2 separate regions of the Mus musculus genome follow, and region 2 is linked to region 1. The links are chromatin contacts, called in public HiChIP or PLAC-seq maps. All regions are on one chromosome and are shown on one strand. Each heading gives the region's core, a stretch centred on a gene start, on an enhancer-like site or on the middle of the called end of the contact. The rest is flanking DNA. Distances are from core to core; before and after follow the strand shown.

The links. HiChIP or PLAC-seq counts read pairs in DNA pulled down with a chosen protein or histone mark.
Region 2: an H3K27ac HiChIP or PLAC-seq map of SST interneurons shows a contact between it and region 1, with 5 times the contacts expected there. The contact joins two enhancer-like sites. A contact is called at or near these places in 11 of 39 promoter capture datasets (the 3T3-L1 cell line, 3T3-L1-derived adipocytes, the HPC-7 cell line and 7 more), 9 of 484 Hi-C or Micro-C datasets (Sertoli cells, cranial neural crest, embryonic stem cells and 4 more), 1 of 115 datasets of contacts at active chromatin or transcription factors (SST interneurons) and 1 of 9 other capture datasets (embryonic stem cells).

The regions. Positions count from the first base shown.
Region 1 is chr11:67,109,681-67,115,246 of GRCm38.p6, forward strand. 2310065F04Rik (RIKEN cDNA 2310065F04 gene) reads right to left here. Exons shown (of 5, transcript NR_038055.1): 4 at 4,974-5,459; 5 at 2,781-4,437. Among named protein-coding and RNA genes, the nearest start is that of 2310065F04Rik, 7.6 kb to the right of the region's middle. Within about 2 kb of position 2,536, at least 4 of the 459 cell types and tissues checked have an H3K27ac peak or open chromatin away from gene starts, as enhancers often do. A contact at or near this core is called in SST interneurons, where this site is marked.
Region 2 is chr11:67,253,904-67,259,469 of GRCm38.p6, forward strand. Myh4 (myosin, heavy polypeptide 4, skeletal muscle) reads left to right here. Exons shown (of 40, transcript NM_010855.3): 28 at 97-223; 29 at 555-673; 30 at 774-970; 31 at 1,396-1,579; 32 at 1,665-1,830; 33 at 1,929-2,053; 34 at 2,284-2,592; 35 at 3,189-3,392; 36 at 4,710-4,835; 37 at 4,923-5,093; 38 at 5,180-5,284; 39 at 5,387-5,482. Among named protein-coding and RNA genes, the nearest start is that of Myh4, 19 kb to the left of the region's middle. Within about 2 kb of position 3,093, at least 1 of the 459 cell types and tissues checked has an H3K27ac peak or open chromatin away from gene starts, as enhancers often do. A contact at or near this core is called in SST interneurons, where this site is marked.

The DNA.
Region 1 (5,566 bases), core at 1,286-3,785:
CATTTGCTGAAATTCTAGCCTTGCTGGGTTGTCTTTCACACCAGCTCAGCCACCAGTGCACGCTCTGACATGTTTCTGGAAGCAGCCCCTGCCTTCTATCACGAAGGTCAAATCTGGGACCTCACACAAGCTACACAGATACGTTACCACTAAGCTACACCCCCAGGCTGTACTTCACTTTTTATTTTGTGAGTTGCTCAGGCTGGCTTTGAACTCACTCTGTAGCTTACCAAGTCTAGACTTTTCCCTGCTCCCCCTTCCTCAGCCACGTCGGTACCCAGGTCACCTTCAGTAGTGCCGAACTTTCCAGCTATGCATCTTTGTATTTCCAGTGCCTGCCCAGATACCCTGTGTTTTCAAAGGCTCTTAGGAATTGATTTTCTCATATTTGTCTCAAGTAGGTGAAGTGAGGATTGTGGAGGTTAGAGACACAGTCTCCACCTTCTCTCTCACTTCTCTGATGGGAAAGTAGGGGGCAAGAATCTGCCTCCGGATCTCCCTATCTGTGTATATGACAGTGCTACACTTGGGAACGCCCCACCTATCTCTCCCCTTACCTCCTGACCCATCTGTCCACACAGTCTCCCATCTGCTCCATCTCAACTACCACAGTGCAAGGTCCTAAGCATTGCCTCCCATATGGAGAACTGCTAGGAAGCCAGAGGCTCCAGGAAGACATGCTGTGCTTGGAGTCATCTTTGAGAGCTTGGTACCAGATTCTCCCACTAGGTGGCACCACCGCTCTGCCAGAAGCACAGTTCCCACAGATCTGTGATAATATTCCTCAGGTGCCAAGGGCTGAAGGTAGCTCCTGCAAGATGTGACTGGACAGAGAAGGACTCCCCACTACCTCAGCCTGCATTCATTAGAAAATGCCACAGCAATGCTGTCGGATATTCAAGTTGAGGTAAAAGCTCAAGAGGAAGCCTGTCACAATTTAAAATTTTGTTCATGGAGTTTTGAGTGTTAAGTATGAATCTTTTATTTGGTGTGTGTGTGTGCTCAAAGATGGAGGCTATGCCCGAAGATGAGCATGGGCCATGACATTGGGGCTGTGCCTAATGAGTTGCTATGGCAACAGATGCTCTTGCTGTTGTACATGGCCCTTTCTCTTTGTGAGGGCACTGGGCTAGGGAGGATTTCTGGCCAGCCACCATTCCTGGGTGTCCTGGCTGGTTTTGTGTGTCAACTTGACACAAGCTGGAGTTATCACAGAGAAAGGAGTCTCCCTTGAGGAAATGTCTCTATGAGAATCCAGCTGTAAGGCATTTTCTCACTTAGTGATCAAGGGCCCATTGTGGGTGGTGCCATCCCTGGTCTGGTAGTCCTGGATTCTATAAGAAAGCAAGCTGATCAAGTCAGAGGAAGCAAGCCAGTAAGAAACATTCCTGCATGGCCTCTGCATCAGCTCCTGCTTCCTGACTTACTTGAGTTCCTGTCTTGACTTCCTTTGGTGATGAACAGCAATGTGGAAAGTGTTAGCTGATTAAACCCTTTCCGCCCCAACTTGCTTCTTGGTCATGATGTTTGTGCAGGAATAGACACCCTGACTAAGACACTGGGCATGAAGCTGTTGAGAAGAGAGAACCATTGGTAGCCGCTAATGTCTCTCAGGATATATGTCCACATGGGAAGACTCCACTTTCCCTGTGAAGCCCCTTCTGCTGTCCACACCCCCTGAAACCCCTTGCCACTTCCCTGCCTGGCCAGGTTCCCCCCAAAACCCCGATACCCACAGTGCCCTCACCAGGATTCCTGTTAAAGCTCTAGTTAGTAGAAGGGGCAAGTTTTCTTGCTTTCTGGAACAATCCTTTGTCCTTCACATGGCCTATTTCTTTTCTGTAAGGTATGAAACGTGTTTTAATCACTCCTTTAGACTCCTTCCTCTCTTGGTCTGAGAAGACCCTTTTTCATTTTCTCTTCTGTCTGAACTGCATTCTCCATCCCTCCTACGATGCCCCTTCTCTGCTCTTCCCTTCTTTCTGTGGATCCAGGCTACACTGCAGAGGTGGAACGAAGAAAGGATGTCAAATAAGCTGCTCAGCAAACTCACAGGGACTAAGGGGCTCCGTGTGCTAACTGCCACTTCTAGCTTGGGTGGGGAGAGTCAGTTGGGGAGCTTTGTAAAACATGGATGTTTATGGTCGGGCCCTGTGGAATAAATAGATTCTTATGTCCAGCTACCTGGGCTGCTGAGGTAAGAGGATTACTTGATCCCAGGATTCAGACCCCAGCAGAGGCAACATAGCAAATACCTGTCTCAGCAAGCAAGCAAGCAAGCAAGCAAGCAAGCAAGCAAGCAAGCAAGCAAAATACCACCACCACCACCACCACCACCGAATTGCCCAGGTCACCCACAAGATCATCGAAACCAGAGTATGTGAGGCACAGTCTCCATACATCAGGAGTTTATAACACCCCCAAACCTCCATCTGAAAATGATTCCCAGCTGGTGGGAACTAGGGTATCAAAAAACAGACTTGGGTTCTGTTGAGCCTAAGCTGCCACCTACAGGCCAAAGTGGGTACTGTTTTCAGCTGCAGGAAGAGAGGGTAGGTGACTCAGAAGCTCTGAAACTCCAGAATCTGCCTTTCCGCTCCCCAATGCCCATCAGACAGCCGCATCATCCCGAGAAACTATGTCTTTTCAAAGCGAGAGAGTTTCCATGTCTGTGTCCCGCCCCCTCCATCCCAGAGTCTCCTTCTCTGCATGCCAGGCTAAGAGCACATCTAGAATTTAGTCTCAAACTTAAAAAACATACAGAAAATATGTGTTTATTTAAACAGTACTTTAAAATTATATTTCCCCGTCCATTCATTCTGCTCAGGGCGGGACTGGGTGGGTACTGAGTGACATCTTAACAGGTTGGTGTCACTGGGGACTCAATACCATATTCATATGTTAAGAGTGAGACATCTGTGCGCCTCTATTTCTTCATCTGTAACATGAATAATTATTGCACCCACCCTAGAGGATCAATGCTACAGCTCAGATAAAAGGCCCCACACAATAGTGTCTGATAGAAACAGCAGTTCCCAAGAGCTAGCTGAATTGTCTGACAATGGCAGGGCCAGACAAAGGCATGAGATACGCTGAATTCTGCTCCTTTTACTCTAATCACGTGACTTGATTCATGCAGGTGAATCAAAATGATCCTGAGACTCAAATACTGAGGGTATGTACTCAAACAAACAAACAAACAAACTGGTTAAGTCAGTCTCGCCATCCCCAACCTTTAAAACCAAGTTGCATTTTTGGAGAGTGCCACCAGAGGGCAGCGGTGAGCCACAAATAAATGGCCATGTTGTTGGACCAAGCACAGATTAGGGATGCTGCCTTGGTTTTAACCACCTGGGTTTTCTTAAGCCTGGAGTAGCACATCCGCTAGTTTGCCCGGGTCTGAGTCTAAATACTCTTCTGGCGTCCACCTACAACTTGGGACCGCGGTGACATCTTCAAGGTGGGGTTGGCTTTCATGTCCGTAACGGGTCTTCCACGTAACCGTTCTTTTCTCCTCACTCACTCACCTGCAAACATGGCAGATGGATCATAAAGTGCATCCCCTCTGCTTGAGAACCCATTCCCGTGTCTTTGCCCACGAACATCTCACGCTCACTAACGGGGGCCGGGGGGGGGGGTCTTGTCGCTTGGGAGATGCTCTCGGTGTCCGTTGAGCTCTGTTCCACCTACCATTCTTTCCTTAGTTCAAGACAGGTCCTACAAAGGGTTTGGTTTCTCCGACAGAGACTGCACTTCTGTGACCATTCCAGACTAGAGTGACCCAAGCATTGGGCAAGGCTGAGCACAACCCCAGGTCTCTCTTGAGAACAGTCCCCCAATCTCAAATCCCCAGAACACAGTCCATGCTCCCTGAGTGACGCCTCCTCCCTGCCAAGCGGACTCAAACCTCAAAGCTTCCTGTAAGAACTGTGACAAGAACCGATGCCCACAATCCAACTCTTCTGTCCTCAGCCCACCCTAAGAGATAATTAAAGCAGAGACGTACTTTCTGATCCAGTCAAACAGTGAAGGGATAGTAAGTATCCCTCCAACCTAGCAAGCCCTCAGGCGATCCTGGCAGCAATGTGCCCCACTAACCCCAGGGCTGCCTGAACCACCCTACCTTCAGGTTCTCATGGGAGAACTTTCTGATTATGTGGGCTCCTTAAGGAGAATAGGGGAGAGGGGTCTTGCGGGATTATGCAATGTTAGAAGTCGATAGGATGCTGGACTTAAGTGCTGCCGACTATTTTAAGAAATGGGAGAGGAAGGATATGAGGACTCAAAGGATTTAATGCCGATTAAATCGGAGAGATCACAACATCCTTGTGGGGGATTTATTGCTAAGATGGAATCGTGCTGAGTGAATAGACACAAGGTGCTCAAGACAGCGGGAGAAGAAGAGGGCATGGTGTCTTCTTGGCCTGTTTGATCACCCTAGAAGAAAGAGAGAGACACAGAGGAAATTCATGGCGGAATCACACTGTGAGCCTCAGGCTTGATCTAGCTGGCCCTACCAGGACAAGCGTGAAGGAAAAAAAAAAAAAAAAAAAAAAAAAGGAAAGAAACAAAGAAACCCGAAGGGAAATGATTGTTAAAATGAGAGTTTAGGAGCACAGGATTGTATTCAAGAAGTCACTCGATGGCCTAGCAACAGATTCCTGACAAGGGAATCTGGCAGCTGACAGTCAGTGCCCTGTCTGAATACTCCTAGAGGCCATCATGAGCTGGAATGCCTATCCAGACCAGAGAGCCAAGGCGTCCAGGACAGGCAAGCGCTACTAATTGCACTGTTTAGAAACAGCTTTGTAGAGCAGGCTGGTTTCGAACTCACATAGATCCATCTGCCTCTGCCTCCCTAGTGCTGGGATTAAGGGTGTTTGCCACCATTGCCCAACAATACTTTCAGCTTCTTGTAGGCCCTATGAATAGATTCCACACAGGCGTGAAACCTGTGAAAACTGTTGCCCTACCTCTTCTAGTTTATTTCTCCTCACACGATGACCTGGGGTTTGTTCGGTAGCTCCTTAAACACACCAGCGAAGGTGGAATGATCCCATTAGCTGTGGCTACATTACCATGGGGAAGACGCATGCTTGCCTGATGTCTATGAAGTTGCTGTTTCTGCACATGGTGGCTAAGTCGGGATGGAATTATCTGGAAGATCTCTAGTGGGTACCATTTGGGGGGAAAGAGACATAACCACAAAGCTTCCATGAATTCTGAAGTGCAATGTCTTACTGGCGATGCGCAGCTCAGCAATAGCAAGGCTGTGGCCTTGAGACACAGCACCGAAATAGGAACAGTGTAGTCCAGGCGCCAAGTCCCCTTGAAGACTCTCCTTACTCCGAAGTATTTTTAGTCGTGGTAATTGTAGGTGGTGAGCAGAACACTATAGCCCTCAAGATGGGAGGCTCTCAAACGCGCACGGTCAGCAGGTGTCACCTCCGTAAGCAGACCTACAAGAAGGAAGGGATTAGCTGTGCACAGGACAGCTTTCCAGAAGAGGCCGTCTTGCGGAGTGATCTGGGGTGACCTTACCCAGGAGATTAATGTGCTTCTCCTC
Region 2 (5,566 bases), core at 1,843-4,342, 140 kb after region 1:
GGCAGCAACATCAGTAACAGCCTGTGTCTGCCATACATAGTAACAGATCTCTAAATCTCAGCATCATCTTGTCCCGTCCTTTACTTCCCATCACAGGGGAACCTTGAGAAGATGTGCCGCACCCTGGAGGACCAACTGAGTGAAGTGAAGACCAAGGAGGAGGAGCAGCAGCGCCTGATCAATGAACTGTCAACCCAGAAGGCACGCTTGCACACAGAGTCAGGTCAGTCTGTGCCACACTAGCCTGGGAACAGCAAAGCATGAGAGGTCTGCCCGATCCTGGACGCTGGGGTCTTGCCCTGCACAATGTGTACAAGAGATGGTTACAAATGAATGACTCTAAGCTATGATTAGAGGCGAGTTGGGAAATGAACCTCTTGGGCTTGGGAAAGTTTTGTTACCTCCATAACCCTCAAGAATCCCCCATTCTACAATACCAAAGAAAGCAGTTCACGAACATTCTGGAGACACTCTTTGCACTCTATGAATAAGGAGGGTCGTATTCTGGTCCACCTGAGAGAAGAGAGTTCAATCATTTGTGTTTCCTCTCTCAGGCGAGTTTTCCCGACAGCTGGATGAAAAAGACGCTATGGTTTCTCAGCTTTCCCGAGGCAAACAAGCATTTACACAACAGATTGAGGAACTAAAGAGGCAGCTAGAGGAAGAGTCCAAGGTGAGAACCCTCTGTTGAGACTTTCATGCATGGAACTGGGCAGCCTGAACCACCAGTGATCAGAATGCAAACTCACAGTGTACAATTTTGGGTTATTTAGGCCAAGAACGCACTGGCCCACGCCCTGCAGTCAGCTCGCCATGACTGTGACCTGCTGCGGGAACAGTATGAAGAGGAGCAGGAAGCCAAGGCTGAGCTGCAGAGGGCCATGTCCAAGGCCAACAGCGAGGTAGCCCAGTGGAGGACGAAATATGAGACGGATGCCATCCAGCGCACAGAGGAGCTGGAAGAGGCCAAGTATGGGTTTCAATGAATTAGACAGAAAGAAACTGAAGTAAAGGAAAAGGGAAGGAAAATGGGAAGGAATAATTGTACCAGGAAGAGCATCAAATAATTTCACAGCTTCCATATCTATACAGTTAAGAGGACCATGTACTCAGTCTAGGATCCCACTAGACCCTAGTGAAGAAATGCATCGTTTCCCCTCCCCCTTCTCTCTGGTTTCATAGATATGTTTGAAATAGACACTTCAGATGGAAAAGAGCTCCCCTGGGAAATCAGAATTCTGGGAGAGATAAAATGGTCACTAAGAAGTAATTCTGGAAAAACCTATGGGCACAGAGAAATAAGAGATCTTAGGGGAAAACAGACTTCCCTAATCAGCGGATAGGTAGAGTTCCTTCTGTTAACTTTGAGTCTTCTCGCACTGACCGCCACCCCAGGAAGAAGCTGGCTCAGCGTCTGCAGGATGCTGAGGAACATGTAGAAGCTGTGAATTCCAAATGCGCTTCTCTTGAAAAGACGAAGCAGCGGCTTCAGAATGAAGTGGAGGACCTCATGATTGACGTGGAGAGGTCTAACGCTGCCTGCGCTGCGCTTGATAAGAAGCAGAGGAACTTTGACAAGGTGGCCCACCGGACCTGGGACTTACAACTGGGGAAAGGGGGGCACTCTGCCTGGCTTCATAGCCTAACTAATGACGCGCTTCCAGGTCCTGGCAGAATGGAAACAGAAGTACGAGGAAACTCAGGCTGAGCTTGAAGCCTCCCAGAAGGAGTCCCGCTCTCTGAGCACTGAGCTGTTCAAAGTGAAGAATGCCTATGAGGAGTCTCTGGATCAACTTGAGACGTTAAAGAGAGAGAACAAGAACCTGCAGCGTAAGCCCCAAGCTTCACAACCCCGCTTAGCTCTAACTGGGTTCTTCCATTCTGCCACCATTCATTCCAACCTCTTCCTTTCATCTGTTCTTCCGCAGAGGAGATCTCTGACCTGACCGAGCAGATTGCTGAGGGAGGGAAGCACATCCATGAGCTGGAGAAAATCAAGAAGCAAATTGATCAGGAAAAGAGTGAATTACAGGCTTCTCTGGAGGAAGCGGAGGTATATGCTTTGTTTGCTCACCCATCTGTTAAGGAGAATTGCAACTGGAATCTACCACGTCCTAAGCTCCCAGGGACAATGTATACCACCAAGGAAAACCTAGACATATATACCACTCAAATGCAGGATCAATAATCTAAGTTAGGATATATTGAAAGAATGGGAGGAGGGCTAAATGTCTTCTTGAGAAACCACCATAGTGAGGTCACCAAAATGTTGCTTTTATCAAGGCATCCCTTGAACATGAAGAAGGTAAAATCCTACGCATCCAGCTGGAGTTGAACCAGGTGAAATCTGAGATTGACCGCAAAATTGCTGAAAAAGATGAAGAGATAGATCAGCTGAAGAGAAACCACCTCAGAGTTGTGGAGTCCATGCAGAGCACGCTGGACGCCGAGATCCGCAGCAGGAATGATGCTCTGAGGATTAAGAAGAAGATGGAGGGAGACCTCAATGAGATGGAGATCCAGCTGAACCATGCCAACCGCCAGGCTGCGGAGGCAATCAGGAACCTTCGGAACACCCAGGGAATGCTGAAGGTACCTAGGGGTGAACATGCACTGTGTCAGCAGGCTCAGTGTTATAGAATTCAAATCTTAGATTTTTAGGAAAATTATAGGATATACATTACCAAAGCAATGTAGTATCAGGATAAAAAAAAATTGTATGTGCCTAGTTGGGAAGGAGCTATGTTCAGACTGAAAGGCCCAAGAGAGAATTTGCTTTGTCACCTGAGACAAAATGAGTGGTAAGGTAGATGTAGATACTGATGACACAATTCAGCTTCCCAAGTGCTAGGACTTAGGCACGACTCACCCAGCTCTGGACCTCCCCCTTTAAGCATCTAGAATGATGTAACCAGTGTAGCTGAATTCTAAGGGTACTTTCCTGCTACAAAATTGCACAGATTTATCCATGATTGATTTTTATGATTTTTGGGGATCTAAAATAAACCATTTTGTGCTTTTGAATTTAAGTACTGCACTAGGCATCCAAGAACAAGTCATTAAGGGTACTTGTAGATACTCCTATTTAATCAGACTCTGAGCTAATAAGATCCAGGTGTGAGCATGTCACTAAATTTGAATCCCTTTTAACTAGAGTGTGAGTAAGAGTTTTTCTGCTTTCTGTGCAGGACACACAGCTGCACCTGGACGATGCTCTCAGAGGCCAGGACGACCTGAAAGAGCAGCTGGCCATGGTTGAGCGCAGAGCCAACCTGATGCAGGCTGAGATCGAGGAGCTCAGGGCATCCCTGGAACAGACAGAGAGGAGCAGGAGAGTGGCCGAGCAAGAGCTACTGGATGCCAGTGAGCGCGTGCAGCTCCTCCACACCCAGGTGAGGTTCAGGACCAAGGTTATCAAATGCACTTCCAGAAACTAAAGGCAGTCTGAAGGGGTGAGCTTTTTCATGAGATGCACACATAATGTTGGCAGCCATGTATTTCCAGGGTTTTGGGAAATGGAAAGAGGGACCTAAGTATGTACTGAGACACAGACAGTTTACAAGTCCACTTTTGGGCTGGCATAGTCATGGTCTTGAACAATCTGGAGTTTAAAGCCAATGGAAAGAAAGCTCAGAAGACAATATGCAGTCACTCATCCAACTAATCTTTCACAACTGTACACAACAAGTAAATAAGCCGATAAAATGTAAAAAACAGTAAGCCATCATATTTATTATTATGCTAACATCACAGTACATGGAAAGATCTTTTGGGTTCAAATCCATGGGGCCGTCATTAGTGCTAGTTAGCACTTGTGTTCCACTTATTTATTTAAAGAAGTTAAATAAAGCAATTAAGTAAGTGGTGGTTTAATGTTGCATAATGACCATATGGAGCACTCATTGCCGCAGAAAGACAGACACAAAGCAGAAAGAGAATATAGCAAATTAAGGTGAGGAATCCACTGTCCTTTTATTTTATTTTATTTTATTTTGTTTTATTTTATTTTATTTTTGGTAAAAAAGCATACAGAAATATTCAAAAGGATAAGCAAAAATGTTATTACTGTTGCCTATGTTTATGGAAGGCATATTATTTTTGTCTTATGCTCATTTGCACACTCTACTTTTTAAATAATAAACCCATGTAACAGAATACTTTTGAACACTGCAATGTCTAAAATGGGCAATTATGGAAATGTTCAGATCCATAGTGTAATTTTAAAAATCAAGTATTAGTTAATATGTGACACTTTTCTTACTAATTATGAGCATCTAGAATTGACTGACCATTTCAAATACTGTTAACTTTCCAAAAACATGGGTGCCCATGATTATCTTTTGTATCAATAAATATGCTGTTTATAAACTTACAAAATAGAGGTACCCAATATGGATGACTAGCTAAAATAAGTTATTTTTCATCAGCTGTGTGGTACATAGCACGATAAAGCTGGACAATTTTACTTTGTGTTTATAAGCAGCCATAGATAACCTTTGGCACTAGAGATTAAATTTTACATTGAATCACTTATGTTTTATGACCAGAGATATAGGTAGAAAAAGCCAGGAACTTGGAATTAACTTCATATTTTGTTTTTATTCTGAACATTTCTTATTATCAGCTATTTAGTGCTACATACACTGGTTATAAATGTAATTAAATATAGTTTTCTTTCTTCTTCTTCTTCTTTTTTAAATTTGTAACAGAACACCAGCCTCATCAACACCAAGAAGAAGCTGGAGACAGACATTTCCCAAATCCAGGGAGAGATGGAAGACATCGTCCAGGAAGCCCGCAACGCAGAAGAGAAGGCCAAGAAAGCCATCACTGATGTAAGCAGAGAGCGAGATGGAGATAGCAAGCCTGAATCCTGCAGGGCCTTGTCAGCCTTTAACCAACTCTGTTTTATAACTCGCCAGGCCGCCATGATGGCGGAGGAGCTGAAGAAGGAGCAGGACACCAGCGCCCACCTGGAGCGGATGAAGAAGAACATGGAGCAGACCGTGAAGGACCTGCAGCACCGTCTGGACGAGGCTGAGCAGCTGGCGCTGAAGGGCGGCAAGAAGCAGATCCAGAAACTGGAGGCTAGGGTGGGTGTCCACGTCTTCTTTCAGCCCCCTACCCATGCGTGTGTGAACAGTCGCAGCCAAACTGTTAACCGTGTTCTCTCTCCCAGGTGAGGGAGCTTGAAAACGAGGTGGAAAATGAACAGAAGCGCAACATCGAAGCCGTCAAGGGTCTTCGTAAGCACGAGCGCAGAGTGAAGGAACTCACCTACCAGGTGACTGACCTTTTCTTCTCTGCCAGGCTTACAGAGTTTGAGAAAGTAAAACTAGCAGGGCAGTCCCCGCTAATGATGTCATCTTCTTGCTGCATCTTTCAGACCGAGGAGGACCGCAAGAACGTGCTGAGGCTGCAGGACTTGGTGGACAAACTACAGACTAAAGTGAAAGCCTACAAGAGACAGGCTGAGGAGGCTGTGAGTATCTCCGCAGAAGCAGGGAATGGTCAGGGACCACAGCTGGTTCTATGAGGCACTGAAGTCCCCATAATTCAAGGGGCT